Linked DNA regions of Mus musculus: region 2 is linked to region 1. A link is a contact called in public promoter capture Hi-C data. All regions are on one chromosome and are shown on one strand. Each heading gives the region's core, a stretch centred on a gene start, on an enhancer-like site or on the middle of the called end of the contact. The rest is flanking DNA. Distances are from core to core; before and after follow the strand shown.

The links. Promoter capture Hi-C pulls out the DNA fragments that hold promoters and counts their contacts.
Region 2: a contact with region 1 is called in a promoter capture Hi-C map of hippocampal neurons, with 9 times the contacts expected there. The contact joins the promoter of Qtrt2 here to the enhancer-like site in region 1. A contact is called at or near these places in 9 of 39 promoter capture datasets (the 3T3-L1 cell line, 3T3-L1-derived adipocytes, cranial neural crest and 4 more) and 1 of 115 datasets of contacts at active chromatin or transcription factors (astrocytes).

The regions. Positions count from the first base shown.
Region 1 is chr16:42,273,635-42,279,097 of GRCm38.p6, reverse strand. The region is part of intron 2 of Gap43 (growth associated protein 43); the gene reads left to right. Among named protein-coding and RNA genes, the nearest start is that of Mir6540, 27 kb to the left of the region's middle. Within about 2 kb of position 3,352, at least 50 of the 459 cell types and tissues checked have an H3K27ac peak or open chromatin away from gene starts, as enhancers often do. A contact at or near this core is called in hippocampal neurons, where this site is marked.
Region 2 is chr16:43,885,323-43,891,176 of GRCm38.p6, reverse strand. It overlaps Qtrt2 (queuine tRNA-ribosyltransferase accessory subunit 2), which reads left to right and starts at 1,501. Exons shown (of 9, transcript NM_001356329.1): 1 at 1,501-1,610. Ccdc191 (coiled-coil domain containing 191) reads right to left here and starts at 1,275. Exons shown (of 16, transcript NM_027801.1): 1 at 1,139-1,275. The coding sequence starts at 1,186. Gm25989 (a small nucleolar RNA gene) reads left to right here and starts at 4,363; the gene lies at 4,363-4,495.

The DNA.
Region 1 (5,463 bases), core at 2,103-4,602:
CAACCACTTTTTTTTAAAAAAAATATTTTTTTAGCTAAAGTATCTATAACACTTATAGCCGATTCCTCCTTTAAGTGTTAAAATCATCTGTTTCTTTTCCATGACCTATTTCTGAATATCCTCTCTCTCTCTCTCTCTTAAATTCTTTTTAAAATTTTTTTATTGGTTATTCTATTTATTTACATTTCAAATGTTGTCCCCCTTCCTAGTTTCCCCTCCAAAACCCCACTATCCCACCCCGTTCCCCCTACTTCTATGATGGTGCTCCCCCACCCACCCATCCACTGTCTTAATTCTTTAGCATCAGATTTCAGGCAACCCTACTTCAACTAAAAGTGAACAACTACTTGATTCCAGGCAGTAAGAGAAAAGAAGAGGTGAGCTTTAATATCCCCTGACTTTAAACTTAAGCTATTTCCAAACTTAACACATTGGAGATTCCAAGTAAAGTTTTAGAAACAAATTTACCTAGGATACCTCATTAAATATCCTACCTTAGGTAGGACTTGGCAGGCCTGGATTCAACTCTAAGCTATTCTAAAACTTCTTGCTGGGTACCTTTAATGATACATCCAATCCCAGACTACCACAAGATATTTACAAAGTGATGCATTTTAAATGATGCAAAGGACTCATCTTACAGAAGAAAGTATGCTATGAATAACTAGCTGTTGCATCAGTAGACAGAGCACTGCAGCAGCTGTTGAGTTAGGTAAGTGTCCTCTTCGACTGTGACACAGGAGGGAGAGTACAGGTCTTGGAATTGAATTTGAAGCACAGACATGGTCCCTAAGGAGCTCTGTCAATAGCTCAGTATGGGTTTCATCATTATGAAATGATCTCAGAGACGAACCCAATTGGCATTAAATGGTTTGCATATAAAGTTCCTACAATGTATTTCCTTGAACATATAGCAAGTGTTTAATAGAAACTGACCAATTTTTAAAATTTTTTTTTAAAATCTGAAATTATTGGAAAACATTATTTTGTACCTTGGTACCAACCCCCTGACTTTAAAGAGGAAATTAATGTACAAATATGACTTAATTTATTGTGGTCAGCTAGAGAGAGACACATAATGATATACCGAGTCTCCTGAGAGTCGGAGGCTATTCTACTTGGCCTACTTTGGAGCTCAGCAACATTACCAAGTACTTACATTATCAGTGATGATTGAGCCTGGAAGTTAGCCAAGGCCACCAGGTAGTGAGGGTAGGATTAATTTAGGCTGCCTGTAATTGGTCCCTCAGAAACTGCAATCTAGGGATTTGATAGACAGAGTTGGAAACTCTTGAGAGAAATGGGTAATATGCTCTTTCTAGGTAAGTACAAGTATAATGATTTCAACTTAGATTTCAATCTTCTTAGGAAACTTAGATGTCACTTTGACCGAGGCATAGCGGGTCTCACAGAGTCCTTTCATCTCCTGGAATGGTCTGTAACATGTTTTACTGTGTGTCAATATGGATGAGAGTTTGGTCTTTCATCAGCTATTCAGCTGGGACCAGTTTTCAAAACTGTTCAGCCCACTGTACTCGAACAATCCCCAGGACGGGCTGTGCGTGTGTGTATTCTAATGAAAAGTGACGTGTCTTGTAGGATCACCTTGAACAGTCACATAATGAGTTAGGCTCATCGTGGAGGAGACAAGGTAACCCAAGGAGCTCGTTTCATTGTCATACAGATAACTTTCCTTTGCTAGCAGGTGTGACTTACGCAAGAGCTCTAGGCGTTGTAAAGAATACTGGTATATAAAAGTAAAAAGAAAAATGCTGTTGTTCAGTGTACAATCTGGAAGCAATGTAAGGCCTTTAAAAAGGAGCAAGCAAGCAAACAACAAGCAAACAAAACGAACTCCTGGCCCCAGAGCTATGTGAAAGTATGTGTTTGACTGGAAACACAGTCTAATTGCAGAGAGTAAGTTCAGATGTCACCAGGGTGGCAGGTATCTGAATGAAGGAAGTGAACTTAATTAGGCAACATTGCTATAGCACCAGGGAGGGGAAGGTGACTGTGTTAGACCTTAAAATGTTCAGACCTGAAGTGATTGGGGCTTTAAACTAAACAATGGCAGATGCTTTTGCTACATTAAAATAGTATGACAACTGATGTCATAGTATTTTATGGATTCAAAGGTCTTAGATATAAGATAAGACCTTATCCTATAGAGATAAGGCCACTGCAAAGCATTACCTGCTCTCGAAATCCATTTCACAATGTAACATTAATTTTAGTTCATCCACTCCCATGACTTCATGACTTTGGTAAACAATATTTCTAGACTTAGATTTTGGTTACCTTTAAAAGGACTTAAAAATACAATTAACTTCAGAAAGGCTTCAAAGTAGGACCTTGCCACAGCAAATCGTTCCTGAACCAATTGTGTGCTTTGCTTTGGATTCGTGGCTGGTCCGCAGACCTCAAGGTCGGGAACAGTATTACTCTGTTGCCCTCTGCTGGGGAAAAATGGGAAGTTCACCAAGAAACAATGGCGCCCAGGCCTTTTCAACGCAAGGAATTTGGGTGACACTGAAGTCCAAAGCAGCCTTCAGGCACATTCATTTAATGCTGATCACAGGCCTCCCAGTCAGGTACACTTCGGCATTATGTCTGTATTCCTTAAGTAAAAGGAGTAATTGGATTTTTTTCTGCAAGAGTGTAAAGCTAAATTTTAAAAGTAGTTCAGAAAAATAGTCCGGCTTTTTCCTTGGCTTGAGCGCTGGGGGCTCCTTTCCAGAGCACCGTGTGTGCTTCATCGTGGGTGGTGAACATCTTGCCACCAGAATAAACTAGGGTGGGGCTCCGAAGTCATTTCTAAGCTCTGTTCGATTTATTATTATTATTTTTAATGGCGAGGAAATGTGCATTGATACTCATGACTGATTTCTCTTGTCTCAAATTATCGAGTTAATGCCTTGGTGTTAAATTAGATTGAGAGTGTTCTCTTTGGTGTTCCTTTGGTTTTCTGCTCAGCTGACTTTTTTTCTCCTGCTAGAGGTGAAAGATTCTCTGTAATTAAGAAAGGGGTGGGGCGGGTGCTAAGAGATAAAGAGAGAGATGAGCTGTGAATTGTCACGTGTGCAAATTGATGACAAACTTCTCAAAGAAAACGATGGGAGCCAAGTGAGGTAAGAAAAAGGGACATTACATTCTAATGGTCCTTTTTTATTATTATTTTAAAGGATCAATAATATGTACATGATGCTCTGCCTGCGGTTTCCATAACAACCCGCCTCATTGAAAGACGGCAGGCTCCGCAAATCTCCAATTATCAGCCTTCCAGGGCTTATTAATGGAGCCGAGGATCCCAGTGAAGCAGGCAGCTCATTGTTGGCACGTGCCTGGTGGGCTGGCAAGAGGGTGGGAGCAGAGTGAAGTGGAACTGTGTAGCGAGCCAGCAGCCATTTGTCCCCTGTCGCTTCTGGGGGGTGGGGGGAGATGCAGCCACTCAAGAGACCTGAGCACATCTTCTGAAGCCTCCTGGGGCTGTACTGATGTGGCAGGCAGCTGAGGGCGGAGGGTGTAGACTGCCCTTTCAGCTACATACCAACCGTCATCCTCCTGTAGTAAATCTACAAGAATATAGTACTTGCTCCATTTGTCTATTGAAGTCCCATAATTTATTGAGGATTCTTCACAATAACAATTGTGACTCTGTTCCCAATGCTATCTATCCCAAGTCTTAATTAAAATGTGAAAACAACCTAATTCGTATCTGATCACTTCGAATTTGTCAGTCCTTGGTCTGACAATCATCTATTAGGTCCTTACGAAAAGTCATTGGAAGAGCAAAGGACTTAGTAGAGAATACCGTTAATCTTAGCACTCCAGAAATAGAGGTGAGTGGAACTCTGAGTTCAAAGCCAGCCTGGTCTACAGGGAGAGTCCCAAGACAGCCAGGACTACCCAGAAATCCAGTTTCAAAACAAAACAAACAAACAAATAAAAACAAAGCAAACAAAAACACCAGAAAACCAGTTTTTAAAAGGAGCAAGCAAATATAACACTGATGAAAACTATAGATTATTTATGCTTTTGTTCTAGAGTAATTGCTAAATTCTGTATATGTAGTAACTTCCTGAAGCCACAGTCACTCTGTGCTTAGGCTATTATTTACTTTTATAGATACAGAAGGGAGCAACAAAACTTCATGTGTGTGGATGGATCAGAGTCTCAGTCTCTCTCCTCTCTATAACCCTCACATTAATACTTTTATTTTCCTATAAAATAAAGTCAGATTAGAATAAAAGGGACCAACTGAGCTCTATAGTCTAATGTGATTAAGGAAATGGTTACCCTAATGTTTGATTAATAATTGCTATCTATGTTATTATTGGATTTCCAATTGGGGGAGGTTTAGATATAATAAAACATATGCAACATTAGAAATAGAGTAATTGCAGTCATAAAATGTGTCAGGAGCATTATACAGATATCAGTTTTTAGTGTAATGCTGAAGTATTAGTTGATAAAGACTTCCGTTTGACAGAATGTAAGATCATCTGGCTTTGTAGCACAGAAATGTCTGCCTTAACATTTTCAATAGTCCTTTTCACACACCACCACCGAAATTCAGCGTAATCACAAAAGAAATCTTTTGGGGTCCTCCAAAAATAAAGAAGTTTGAGGGAGTCATTAACTATTCAGAATCATGAGACTGCTTTGAAACACCTGAGTATTACATTAAGCAGAAGAATGGAACGTGGCCCGCCTTTGCAGGGACTCAATCTGCGGCTGTCACAATGTGCTACGAGACCAGACCAGCCTTGGCTGGATCCTCACAAAATTGCTCAAATAATACTATTTGTGAATTTGGACTCTAGGACTTGGAATAGAATTTGATAACCGAGTCATCTTTTCCAGGATAAAGTGATAGGTGCATTTACTGCTTAGCCATCTATGTGCCTCACACACCAAACAACCCTACCAGGGGGTGTTTGTAGCTGAGGAGGCTGAGGTGTAGAAAGGTTACATGAGGTGATGAAGGCGCCACATTTAGGAAGTGACAGGTTCCAGATTCAGACTTGTGCTCTCTGGCTCTTGAGTATTTCTTTCTCAAAAGGGTTGCCTATACTCAGACACCAATTTCCTTATTTCTCCCTGTCCCTGTCCCTGTCCCTGTCCCTGTCCCTGTCCCTGTCCTTCCCCCTGTCCCTCCCCCTCCCTCTGTCCCTCCCCCTCCCCCTCCCTCTGTCCCTCCCCCTCCCCCTCCCTCTGTCCCTCCCCCTCCCTCTGTCCCTCCCCCTCCCCCATCCCTCCCCCTCCCTCTCCCCCTCTCCCCCTCCCTCCCTCCCTCCGTCCCTCCATCTCTCCCTCCCTCTTTCTTTTAATTCCTAATGACCATATCCATCTTCCCAGCTTCAATTTAAAGAATTTTGTCCAAGGGCTGGAGAGATGGCTCAGTGGTTAAGAGCACTGACTGCTCTTTCAGAGGTCCTGAGTTCAATTCCCGGCAACCACATA
Region 2 (5,854 bases), core at 252-2,751, 1.6 Mb before region 1:
GGGGGGAAAAATCCCTCTTTTTGTAGTTCTAAGTTGTCCCAATTTTTTTTTTTTTTTTTTTTTTGCCTTGCATCATCAAATCTATATTCATATGCTATTTCGGGCCCCATCTATTATGCAATGGAGCAACCTCAGTTTCCACTCACTAATGCTCTGGCCTGTGCCCTCTGGTATCTGGAGCATGGTTTTCACTAAGCGGAATGTGCCCTGTGCACACAGCTGCTATATTTAGGATAACCCACAAGAATGATTACCTGGGGCCCCCACAAAAGCCACTCGTCTAAGAGGATTTTTTTTTCTTTTTACAGGAAAGTAAAACTGAAAGGTAAGAGCAGCTGGTGAAACTGCTCTGCTGCTGAAAGCTGAAGCCCCTCCATTTCAATACTCTCCTTTACATTTAAAGCATCTATTTTTGTGACTGTTAAGAGGTATTCTGGAAGGCACACTTGGTGTGGCTGTGACTTTGCATGGCTGTGACTTTTGTAATGTTCCAAGTTTTAAATGGTGTCTCTTTTATTTTTAATTACCCCCCACCCCCACCCCAATTCTTCCTCAACCTCCTGATGCCTTTAGGTGCTAATACACAGAAGAGGTAAGAGATACAGGGAGGCTCTAACTTTGAATGCTCGTGAAATTTAGAGATAACCATATGGATAAAGTATTGAGATACAACCATCTGGACTTCTGGGTTCATTTTAGATACCTTGTGTAAAACTGGAAAGGGAAAGATATAAGGGATAACGTCAGAGAATTTCGTGTGATGATTTTTTTTTTCCTTTTAAAGACCCCTTAACTCAGATTTGAAGGGGGCAGAAGAAAATGTGCGGAAAGTTTCCTAAAATTGGTGGCAGAGTAAGGATTAGGGGCAAATTCCCCTCACCATGATGGACACTAGGAGACCTCTCCATAGATAGAAATAATCCTTACAGGATGCAGCCCATCACAGTAGTGAGTACACAGACCCTTTGGCTCCTTAAATCACGCTACCTAGGGCTGTGCAGGCTCTAGGGTAGCCAAGGCCAGGTAAGGATGCCCCCGGGGGAAGAGTGAGGAAGCGCAGGGCGGGAAGCGGCTGGCTTCAGGACTGTGTGGCGCCTAGGGCCGGCCCATGTTCCTCAAAGCTCCCGACTGGGATCACCTTGAGATTCAGCTTCCTTGATAACCGTTTCCAGCGACTCAGCTCCATCTTCTTCTTTGAGGCGGACCCTCCCTGGGGCGCCAGCAGCACGTTTTGCACTCTCGGGCCTAGACTTCGGCCACAACAGAGACAACTGCGCCTCCTCCCAGACTGCTTTCAGGTGGTTCTGGGAGTTGTAGTTCTGCCACCTAGCAGCTAGACAGGGGTCAGACATTCCGGAACTACTACTCCCAGGAGGCGTTGCGCGGGAAGCTTGCTTTCACGCTGTTACTATGGCATCGGCGGAGGTCACTGGGCTTCTTTAGCAGGGCCTTTGCGTAATTCTGGCGCTTGGTGATGACGCAGAAATTCCGGATTGGCTCTGCGGCGGAGACCGTGGTTTAGTGGGCCAAGGGTTCTACGAGTCGGAACACGTGTTATCTCTTGCGAAGAGTTTAAGGGTCCTGAGGGTGCGGAGTTGTGTTATCAACCGGTGAGTGTTCCTTTTCCTTGTTGAGGGAGGGTGAATAGCGCCCACTTTTTTTTTTTTTTTATTGCGTTGCAGTCTTGTTCCCACCTCGTCATTACTTGGTTTCTTGTTGGTCTAGGCTTTTGCCAGCTCCGAGTCTCCCAGTGTGATTGCCAGTTACAGTTCAGAAAGAAAAGGACCTCCGTTCTCCTGGCCTCTGCCAGAGAATGAGCTTCTCAGCTGCAAGTTTTTCTGAGTTTAGCAGTTACTTGGGAAGCTATACGAATAGGAAAGTCTAGGGCTCCTGGGATGGCTAATGGAACTAAGGGAAAATTGAATCTAAATAGCCATGCCTGGATGTTGTCATGAACAGCCCACTGAAGGCGTGTGTGCTTTCAAGGCAGGGCAGAAATTCAGAACTGGAGCTTTGGACCCGGCCACTTGTTGGCAATTCAGCTTACTTACTGGCAAAATGGGATTGTACCTAAACCCTGGGAGTATTGTAATGATTGAAAAAGCAACGTGTGTAAAACATTCTGCCAGGGAATCTAAACCAAACTATAAACTGGTGGAAATATGATAAGGAAAGCTGTGCCCCATAGACCTAGCACCTGCCCTCTAACTTGAGTGTGAACCAGTAAGAACATTGTTGAATGGGCTGTGTTACGTTCAGACTTTCCGCTGTCTCAATGGTAGTTAGTTCTTTTGGAAGAGTTAGTTTCATGGCGATTTTTTGGAAGGTGTGCCTATTTTTTCCTGAATGAAAAGCAGAGTTCAGAGAAGTGCATATAATACAGTGTGTGTCCATTTTTGGAGAACAAGTGTGTTTAAATGTTTGGATGAGTCTGGAGAAAGGCTGTCAATTTGGAGAAGATGGCTTAGAGGTAGAGGGGCAAGATGGGAAAAGAACAATTACACTGTAGCAAAATGGGAACTATCACAGTTAATATGGAAACATTGTATTTGACAAATTTCAGTTTCTTTTAAGCCACTAGCCTATATTATAGCCTCTAAAACTAATACATCTATAATTCCAGTAACAACTCTGCCAGTTACTACTGGTAACTGTCTTAGTCACTGTTCTGTTGCTGTGAAGAGACACCATGACCAAAGCAACTGTTATAAAAGAAAACGTTTGATTGAGGGCTTGCTTACAGTTTTAGAGGTTTAGTCCATTATCATCACAGCAGGAAGCATGTTGGCATGCAGGCAGACGCCTGAGCAGTAGCTGAGAACTGCATTCTCATCCATAGGAACAAAGAGAATTGGCATGTACTTTTGAAACCTAAAAGCCAGTGACACATTTCCTCCAACAAGTCCATAACTCTTATCCTTCTAATCCTTTCAAATAGTACAACTCCCTGGTGACTAAGCATTCAAATATATGAGCCTGTGGGGGCCATTCTTACTCACACCCCACAGCGACTTTATTAGCTTCACTTGACTAGTTTATAAAATAAAGGTGAGTAGGGTCTGTGTTGTATTTGTTTTGAGGGTTAATGTAGTTAATGTATCAAGCATGGTAAGTACCCAATAAATGTAACTACTATGATTGTTAGGCCTTTCAATGGATGAAGTTACCATTTGCTTTTTTTGTTGTTGGGGTGGTGTCTCATTCTGTAGCCCTGTCTGGCCTGAAACACACTCTAGAGTCAGGCTGGCCTCAAACTTAACAGAGATTTGCCTGTCTCTCTGCCTCCCAGGTGATAGAATTAAATTATGTGCCAGCATTCTCTGCTGGATCCTTCCTTCCTCCTTTTCTTTGTTTCTTAAAGGTTTATTTTTCTTTTCTGTGTATGAATATTTTTGTGTACATGTATATATGTATACCACAAGTGTGCATGGTACCCTCAAGTGAGAATAGGAAACCCGATCTTCTAGAACTGGAGTTACAAGTGATTGTAAACTGCCATGTGCTGACTAGGGACCAGACCTGGTTCCTCTGCACCAATAGCAAGTTCTTTTAACCACCGAGCCAGTTCCCCAGACCTGCATCTTATATTTTTGATGTGCCTCATTGGGTTTATCTCTTTCTTATTTATTTTTTTAAACTTTCATTGGATAATTGGATATTTCTTCAAATTTCTTCTGTATTTCTTTCTAACAGGTTTGGATAGCATCATCCATTCCCATGAGGGATATTTCCAAACTCTTAACACATGTGCCTAATAAAGTTTAGTATTGTTAGTGTATCTCTCTCTCTCCCCTACCAATTAGGGAAAGAATTTTAAAATATTGCGACATCCATCATTTCTGAATCAGCTTGGTGCATCGAATTGTTTGGAAGTTCTTCATAGTCTCTTTCTATGTGTACATAATTGGTAACTTTATATGGGGAAGGTGGGAGAGAAATGGATGTTTAATATTTACAAATCTCTATAGTTCCCCCACCCCCCAAATTGATCATCTCACACTTGCTGCATTCAGTTGCCAAATTTGGGACATCTGTCCATAAAGATAATCCATTCAAACAACATATAAAAATAAAAATTCTTTCTTACTGACAGATGAAGGCAGATTGGCATTAGCAGTGTTAAGGCAGGGAGTTGTCAGAAATACAAATTTGCTCACTGCCTGTCAGTTTTCCCTGCATCCTAAGGTCCTTCCTTAGGACCCCTAAATACTTAATCTGTAAGAGTGAAAAGGACAAGTCCTGCAATATAAGGGACTCACAGTAAGTAGAGGGGGCGGGCCACGGTGATAAAAGCAGATGAAACCATTTGATGCTGTTGCTTGGGTCGGTGATTACATCACTTCCAGATGATGTTTTAAAAGTGCCCTGTGGTTGCTGGAGGCTGTTGTGTAGGTACAGCTTTCTAGTGGATACAATGGGCAAGAGAAATCCTTTGATTTATGCATGGTAGCTGTTTCTTCTCAGCAGCTGCCATAGCCCGGTCATTGGCACATTATTTAAAAAACAAAACAACTGTGCACATGCGTGTACATTTATGTCTGTATTGAATACATTAATTCATAATAAAAACTTGTATAGAAGAAGGTTACAATTAGAAAAATGTATCTAGCATTGAACAGTGATTGAGGATAGGAAACACTGGTTCTTTGAGCTCAGAAAAAATGTTCTATGTTTTTTAATGTTGGTAAGACACATTTTTCCAGGGCCAGCAAGATGGTTCAGTGGGTAAAGGTGCTTGCCACAAAGCAGTATGAGCAGTGTTTGCTTTCTGAGGCCCTACATGGTAGAAGGAGTAACTGAGTCCTCCAAACTGGCCTCTGGTCTCCAATTTGAACTGTGGCATACATTGGCACATGTGTACACACACACACAAACACAAGAGTATAATAAAATAAATTTTAGGTGTATTTTCTAGTGCTGTCCATTTTTCTTCTTTCTTTCTTGAGACAGGCTCTCACTGTGGAACCCATCTCAGAGTTGGTGGCTGATGTCTTCAAGGGACTAGCATTATCAACTGTGAATCTCAAACCCATATGGGTTTGCCCAAATGAAGGTGGAGGGTCTTATAAAAATCTTGCAACATAAAAGGGTTCTAAATATATAACAAGTATAAATTAAAGACAAACAATCCAAGGTGGTCTGGCAGCACTCACCTGCATTGCATTGTGGGACATTGCTCTGCCTTCAAAACCAAAACATTGTGAGCCTTCACACCACGTGACTCTAACAAACGCTGTCCCAAACACCCCAGCTTAGATTCAAGACTGTTGTGTCTTGTAAACTGTGTTTATTCTACATACAGTTTTCTACCCTTATAGGAATAGCATTGATGATTATAAAAATCAAAAGATAATCAACGGTAAAAATATTCAAGTATATCTCCTTAATATAAAATATTAAGCTGATATTAATTCTTGATATGAAATAAGCAAGCACATTCATTAGTATGCAAATCTGCTTTAACCTTTTCCCGTTTGTGTGCGCACATGCATGTGGAGGCCTGAGGTTGATGAGGGATCCTTCTCCATCTTTCTACCTTATTCCTTGAGGCAGGGTTTCTCAATCCAACCTAGAGCCCACCAGTATAGCTGGCCTCTCCAGCCAGCTTACTCTGGGGGGTGCTTTCTCTGACTTCTGAGGCTGCAATTATAGGCAGGCTGTCATGCCCACGTAGTATTTACACGGGTTCTGGATCCAAACTCCTCCCATGCAACACAAGAGCTTTAACCATTGCGGCATCTCCTCAGTCTCTTCATCTTTAATAAATGGTAAAACTAGATGTGTACCAGACGTGTCTGTGAATCGGAACGTGTAGGCAGCTGTGTTCCAGTGTTACCAAGCTTTACAGCAGCAT